Regions from separate parts of the Mus musculus genome. Here region 2 is linked to region 1. The links are chromatin contacts, called in public HiChIP or PLAC-seq maps. All regions are on one chromosome and are shown on one strand. Each heading gives the region's core, a stretch centred on a gene start, on an enhancer-like site or on the middle of the called end of the contact. The rest is flanking DNA. Distances are from core to core; before and after follow the strand shown.

Region 1 (3,500 bases), core at 638-3,137:
CGAGAACCGGCGGGCGGAGGCCGGCTCCTGGCGGGGGGACTGGGAGAAGTCCTTCGAGCAACTCGCGAGGCGGGCGAGGCCGGGAGGCTGCTGCTGCTGCTGCAGCTGCTGCTGCTGCCCCCGCTCAGGGCCGAGGCTGAGGCTGAGGCTGAGGCCGAGGCCGGGGCTGCCGCCGGACCCTTCGGTGTGAACAGGCGCCGCTTCTCCTCGCGCATGATGCGCTCGCGCTCGGCGCGGCACTGCTGCAGTTTGGCCAGGCGCTCCGCCTCGTAGGCCTCGTACAGGCCGGTGGCCACGCGCATGGAGCGGCCCGGGGCCTCGCGCACCAGGTCGGCCAGGGCCCGAGGCAGCAGCTCCACGGGCTTGACCGCGCATCGGGCGCAGGCCTCCAGAGAGCGGGGGCTGGTCAGGACGTAGCGGCTGCCCTCTGCCTCGGGGCAGGCGAAATTGAAGAGATCGAGGTGCAGCAACGGAGACTGCTCCCGACGTCCACCTTCTGCCCCGCAGGGGACTTCAGCCTTACGGGGCGCCGCCGCGGAGGCGGAGGCCGAGGAGGCAGCCGGCTGCTGGGCTCCCTGGGCATCGGGGGGCTCGGACGCTGTGGCCTCATCCCCTTCAGAGCCACCGGGCTCCGCTCCCTCTTTCTCCTCTTCTGGCACCGGGTCCACCATAGCTGAACCTCGTTCTTTGTTGGAGTCCCTGAGATGACAGAGGGGCGGGGGGACATAGAGGATCTGTGAGCTGTTCCTCCCTCCTCAGCCATATTTACCCCTCCCAACTTAATCCGATTTCAGATTAGGCTCAGGGGCCTGATGGAACGTAAATCCTAAAACTGATGCCCCAAAAACTCAGGCTGGGCAGTTGCGGTGGGGGGACGCTGGGCCTTAGACAGCAGCCTCAGTCTCCCTCAGACCTAGAATGCAGGGCCTTTCAGGAGACCACATTGGCGTGAGGCCCACTAGCTGCATCCCCTTCCTGCAAAGATTGAAGTGCAAGGAAGGCTGCAGCCAGCGAGGGAGGCGCTGGAGGATTCCCCGGAGGATTAGCTATTTGTTTGTAGCTTAGGCGGGCTGCTGGGATGCAGCTTTGCAAGAACACAAAAGGGGAAGGGGCCTGTGCATGCCAAAGTGCATTGCTGCGAGGGCCCCAGTTGCCTAGGAAGAAGTTTATGGTTGATTTCTCTCTACCAAAAGGACCCGGAGCGCAGGGCCCCCGGGAGATGGAAGGGCTGAAAAGAGTCTCCAAAGGCTTCTCCGAGTGGAGTGATGGATTCTTTCTCCAGCCTCTCCAGCGGGGCTTGCTGGGAGCTCTCTGCCTTCCTCTTCCTCCAGCCCCCACCCGGTGTTTGCTCAAGATGCACAAGGCACCTGAATCCTCCCAGATGCACCCGATCTCCAAGGCCGAATGTGTAGTTAAAGGTACCATCAACCCCAGTATGGTGGACTCAGACATCAGCCGCTGATGCTCACCAGTTTCCGCACCGCATCTCAGGGGAGTGGGCTCTTAGAGCGCCGTAAACCCTGCCGCTCCATTCTGGGAGCTGCTAGGTCTCCGAGCGGGTTCACTTACCCCAGGTCCGGGCTCCGGCCCCCTTGCCGAGGGCTTTTGTTCGCCTCTCGCTGCTCTCCCCGGCGCCTCTTCAGTCCCTGCGCCGGCGGGGTCGGGTTACTGCCGGCTGCAGCAGCCAGCGTCTCTCCATGGGAGACTACGAACTGGGAGCACACATCCCAGACGCTACCTACCCGGGGGAGGGGGAGTGCGACAAAGTCTCCCTAAAATAACGTAGCTCTGCTCCCTTGCTCACAACTGATTCTTAAAAAAGGAAGCTGGGTTCTTCCCTCGCCTCTGCATCCATCTCCACCTCTACCGCCAAGGTACCGCAGGTCTCTCGCTGCTCCTGGCGCCTCCTGGTGGCCACTTAAGGGTATTCATTTCTTTGCTTAGAGGACGACAAAGCAATTAAAAATACAGTAACTACACATGTATGCATATAAATGAATGCATGCATACATACGTAATACAGAGAGATGTGGACATAGCAGTTATCACCAGAAATCTAGTCTTTGGGCACCTTAGGCGGGTACAATGAAGGAATCAGTATATTTCTCAAAGGGATCTTAAGCAGACCAACAAGTCAGCAAGTAATTGGGTAGAAAGAGGGCACCTGGTCCAAATAGTGATTTTTATTTATTTAAGGAAAGCTAAGATGGGAGAACGAATGAGAACAAAGAATGATGCCACATTATGAAATTGCCATTACCTTGTTTGCTCACCTAAATAACTAAAAACAGTCGACAAAAACACACGGGTTCAGGCGGCAGAACACAAGTGACCAGCGGATGCTGCTTCCGAGTCGCTAGTTTCATACGATGAGACTGATCCTGATCGATGCCATGTAATGAGTGCTTTTTGATGACACCTCATCCTACCCTTCCATCGTGAGTGGTAGTGGCCAAAGACATCCCAGATTAGAATCCTCCAAGGAATGGGGGGGGGGGGGAGGTGTAGCATTAGAGAGTGTGGTGAACTATGATGCTAAAGAATCCGAAGGGCTGGTTGGTGGTGATGCCCGCCTTTGATCCCAGCACTCAGGAGGCAGAGGCAGGTGGAGCTCTGTGAGTTCAAGACCAGCCTGAGCTACAGAGTTCCAGGACAGCCAGGGCTACACAGAGAAACTAAACAAGCAAACAAAGGAAACCATGAGGGGAAAGTAAAGTTTTTGTTTTGTTTTGTTTTGTTTTGTTTTGTTTTGTTTTGGAAAGGGAAGGTTTTGAACAAGGAAATAATGCCGCAGATAGACTTTTTAGGAACATAACTCTAGCAACAACAGGGCAAGGCCCAAGAGACTAAGGAAGCAGTTGGGGAGGCACTGCAGGTACCCAGCACAGGGAATGTTGGAACCAGAAAGGGAGCGGTGGTAGGAAAGGAGGAAGGTGGGGGTTTGTAAATACAGTGGAAGGAACCACACTCAAAGCTTGGCTCTAGTGTGTGAAGTGAGGGATCAAGGATGGCTGCCTGGAGCAGTGGGATGCTGAGACAGACAGACAGACAGACAGACAGACAGACAGACACGGAAAGCGTGGATCCAGGAGGGAAGATTAGCTGGTATGGAATGCCAGTTATGGGCAGTTGCCCCTCTCCGTCATTAGAGTAGGACCATCCAACAGGTGGCTGGTTAAGTCATACTAGAGGTCTGGACTGGAACTAGATCGAGGATGTCACCATCTATGTAAGGTCCCTGTGATGGCTAGTTTTCTGTCCACTTGACACATGCTAGAGTCATTTAAGAAGAGGTGACCTCAACTGAGAAAATGCACCCCCAGACTACTCTGAAGGCAAGACTTGCATTTTCTTAATTAGCGATTGATGAGGGGGTGCCTGCCCATTGTGGGTGGTTTCACCTCTGGTGATTCTGGAGTGTGTAAGAAAGCAGGCTGAGTAAGCGTTCAGGAGCAAGCCAGTAAGCAGCAGCCTCTCGTCTTCTTACCTTGAGTTCCTGC
Region 2 (3,500 bases), core at 593-3,092, 78 kb after region 1:
ACAAACCCTTTAACCACTAAGACATTTTTTTGATGCAGAATTCCTAATTTTAAAAGCCTTTTCTACCTAGATTCTTTGACATCTCCAGAGATGGAGATTTCTCCTTGTTTGACTTATTAACTTGTTAGCTTTGCTAATAGCTACATATTAACATATAATTGTTAAATTTCTAAGCAGCAATACAAGGAAGATAGGTACAAGTTTTCTTTTCCGCAAAGCTTTTTTGAGGGTAGAAAGTATTTTTGATATTGCAATTCTTATGGGGGGTGGGGCATAAGTGGGTTTCAGGAGGTTAAGACTAAGTACAGCAAGCAGGGTTACAAAATCTGCTATAGCATTAATTATTCTGACTAACAAGGAACACTTTATGAAATGTAGAGGGTGAGGTCAGTTCTTCAGGTGTAGCAGACACACGTCTCCTCCAGAGCGGGTGGGACATATGTTGTCACTGGCTTGAGTTCTGACAGTTCAGCCTTGTTGACTTAGGAATGGCTGAGAGCACAAGACTGTAGCTGAGATTATTGCCTGCAGACGACTTTGAGTGGTTCTGATGGCAGCCTGTCCACATTTCCTAAGCTTGGGGATAGGTGCAGAGAGATTTAGGGTCATAGGGAAAAAGCCTCTCTTCCCTTTAAAGTTGTTCACATTACTGCTGGGTTACAGTAGTAATGTTTTGAGTAAGTATATATACTTAGACTTATTGACAGCTATGCACAGTTACTCAAACTTGCCAATTCCTGGACTGAGAAGTTAGCTAGAGACTTTCTTAGGCAGTGTAGATCTCTGCTTTGTATCCTTAAAAGGAGACTTTTTTTCTGAGCTTTCTGGCTTTTTGAGGTTGTTTATACTTAAGTTTCTCAGTCTTTAGTTCTTTTTTCTTTTGGTTGTATATGCATTTGCCCTTAATCTCATTGAAGGCAGGGACAAAATTATATGTTGTTCCTTTGCTTACCTAGGCCAATAATAACCCTAAGGGTGTCCTGGGGAAAGTCCATTTGGGTGGTACTTCATTGTGGGTTGTCCTCTGTAGGAGGACTGACAGAACTAATTCTAAGGCCCATAAGTAGTAGCAGCATGGGGACCTCCCTGCTGATTTATAGTTTCTGGTGAGATCTTTGTCCCCATCTTTATGGTGAGGAAGTTAAGAAGCATATGAAAGTATTTTCAGACTGCAGGAATGTGGGTGGAGAGGAAAAGAGAGGACCTAGTCAGATCCCAGAATCCATTGTAGAATGGGCTGATTTCCAGCCTGGGCAGGGATCTGGTGGCCCAAAGTGGGACCCTTTAGATTTGGAGTAAAGGGAAGGAGGGGAGGAGAGAGGAGAAAAAGGAAAATGAACAGGGAGAAGGAAGACTAGAGTGGAGGGGAGAGATCAGTAGAAGAATGTAAATGAAAACCATGGCATTTCTAAACTCTCCCTTAGGCTGGAGTAGTGTTGTTTGAATGGGTTTGACTTTATACTTTATCCATAGCCTCCTCTTCTTCTGGCCACCTAGCCTTTGTCCCTAAAGGTCAAGGCTAAAGGCCATCTTTATTCCTTTTTGCTTGAAGATTAGCATCTTCAAGCCTATTCTCATTTTATTCTTCCTGTGGCTAGAATCCCACCTGCTTTCTCACCCTCCCACACTTCCCTTTATCATGCAAGATCCAGTTCAGTCACCTCTTTAGAGGATCCATCCGACCCTTACCAGTTATGGGTTTGAATGAGGAATGTTACACATAGACTTGGGTATTTGAACACTTAGTTCCTACTTGGTTAAAGGAGGTTTAAGTGGTGCAGTCTTGCTAGAGGAAGTACATTACTGCGGTGGTACATGCTATGAGAGTTCTTCCTCACCATTCTTCCAGTTTGCCTTTTCTCTGCTATGTGCTTGTGATAAACCATGTGATCTCTCAGCTTCCTACTCCTTCTGCCATGCCTGCTACTTAGTACCTTCCCTCTGGAACCATAAGCTCTTCCATGCATAACTCTTCCATGCATTGTTTATGTTCATGGTATTTATCTCAACAGTAGAAAAACAATCTATTAATTTTTAAGGAAGGAAAATAGGCTTTGTTGTATGTACATAAGTGGAATTAACAAGAGTCTTTAGTCCTGGTCCTTTTCCTTAGGGGAATGTCAGCATTTTCCCCAGGAATAGAAGTCTATTGCCTGGCTGTCTTTGATTTGAAAAAGTCATCCAGATTGTGGCCTTGGAAAACTGGAACTCTTTGTTTTGAAGATTATAATGCATTGTATTAAAATCCTAAAAAACGTGCTCCAAACTCTAATGACCATGTGATGATTAGTTACTTGGTAGGATTTAGAATCACCATGGAATTACCTGGATGTATTTATGAGGGGTTTTCTACATTGGGTTAGTTGAGGTGGGAAGACTTGACCTAAATGAGAGTAGCACCATTTTGTAAGGCTGAGGTTCCCCAAACTGAAAAAAAAAAAAAAAAAGGAGAAAGGAAACTAACTGAGCAGCATGGCTCACGGCTCTCTGCTTCTGACTAGCTGCCTGATGTGACTGTTTCTGCAACTGCCTAGATGCAGTATAAGCAGCTTCACATTCTTGCCAACAGCCACAGTGGACTCTTCCCTCAGTGTGTGAACCCAAAGAAATCGTTTCTTTATGTTGCCTTTGTTAGATATTCTGTCATGGCAACAAATGACTAGTAGAGACCCAGACTTTCCAGGGTTTTTGCTGTGAAACAGTTGGGTTTAGTATTTTCATAATCAGCATCAAGTCCATTATTTAGCAAGTTTGTGTTGACAGAAGGTAAGCAGGAAGGGATGCAGCAAGAGTAATGGCATGGAGGGCTTTCTGGGAGCCAGATACTGAGCTGGTTTGTGATGGAAGCTGTCACTTGGCAGCGTATGAGATCATCAATGGTACCAGGAACAGTACCTGCCCTGAGATTCAGGTGGGGCTGTGGTATAGCACTCTGATTACAAGAATGTAACGAGTACATGGCTAGGCTTTGGCACTACTCTGAACTATGGTAGTTCCATGTGACATCTGCTCTGGTGAAGGACTCAAGCCCTACACTGGAATACACATAAAAAGGTCTTCTGAAAAGATTGGGATAGTCAGTGTGAGACTTTTTTTGGGGGAGAGACCTGGAGGCAAACAGGAGTTAGTAGGCAGAAAAGGCAGGAAGGCATAGGGAGGTTTAACATGCCTTTTCAGTCAGGCTGGCTTGTATAAATAAATCATAGTTCAGTCATGAACATGGAGTGTTATTTTGAGCTAGATTTTCAAACTCTGTCCCCAGTGGTTGAGTCTATAATATTGGAATGGTACTATACACACCAGGTAGGGTGGTGACAGATTAAATGTTGCAGATGTCATCACTGTTACAGTATGGAACCTTAGGGTGGCAGACCACAGCCAGGTGGTGGGGACCTTGGAAGGATAGAAAGTAGTGTAACATCTGCTGTGTGTCCTTTGTCAGAGCTTGTCAGGTTGCTTTGGGGTGTAGAATGGTGCATGTGTTTGTGTGCACATATGCT

Evidence for each region. HiChIP or PLAC-seq counts read pairs in DNA pulled down with a chosen protein or histone mark.
Region 2: a contact with region 1 is called in an H3K27ac HiChIP or PLAC-seq map of embryonic stem cells, with 6 read pairs. The contact joins the enhancer-like site here to the promoter of Ccdc177 in region 1. A contact is called at or near these places in 1 of 39 promoter capture datasets (macrophages), 1 of 15 datasets of contacts at CTCF or cohesin (the NIH/3T3 cell line), 3 of 484 Hi-C or Micro-C datasets (CD8 central memory T cells, liver and natural killer cells), 10 of 115 datasets of contacts at active chromatin or transcription factors (the HPC-7 cell line, bone marrow-derived macrophages, embryonic fibroblasts and 4 more) and 4 of 9 other capture datasets (adipose tissue, bone marrow-derived macrophages, embryonic stem cells and 1 more).

Annotation. Positions count from the first base shown.
Region 1 is chr12:80,758,828-80,762,327 of GRCm38.p6, forward strand. It overlaps Ccdc177 (coiled-coil domain containing 177), which reads right to left and starts at 1,888. Exons shown (of 2, transcript NM_001008423.2): 1 at 1,570-1,888; 2 at 1-699. The coding sequence starts at 671.
Region 2 is chr12:80,837,364-80,840,863 of GRCm38.p6, forward strand. All of the region lies in intron 2 of Susd6 (sushi domain containing 6), which reads left to right. Among named protein-coding and RNA genes, the nearest start is that of Susd6, 49 kb to the left of the region's middle. Within about 2 kb of position 1,843, at least 28 of the 459 cell types and tissues checked have an H3K27ac peak or open chromatin away from gene starts, as enhancers often do. A contact at or near this core is called in bone marrow-derived macrophages, embryonic stem cells and macrophages, where this site is marked.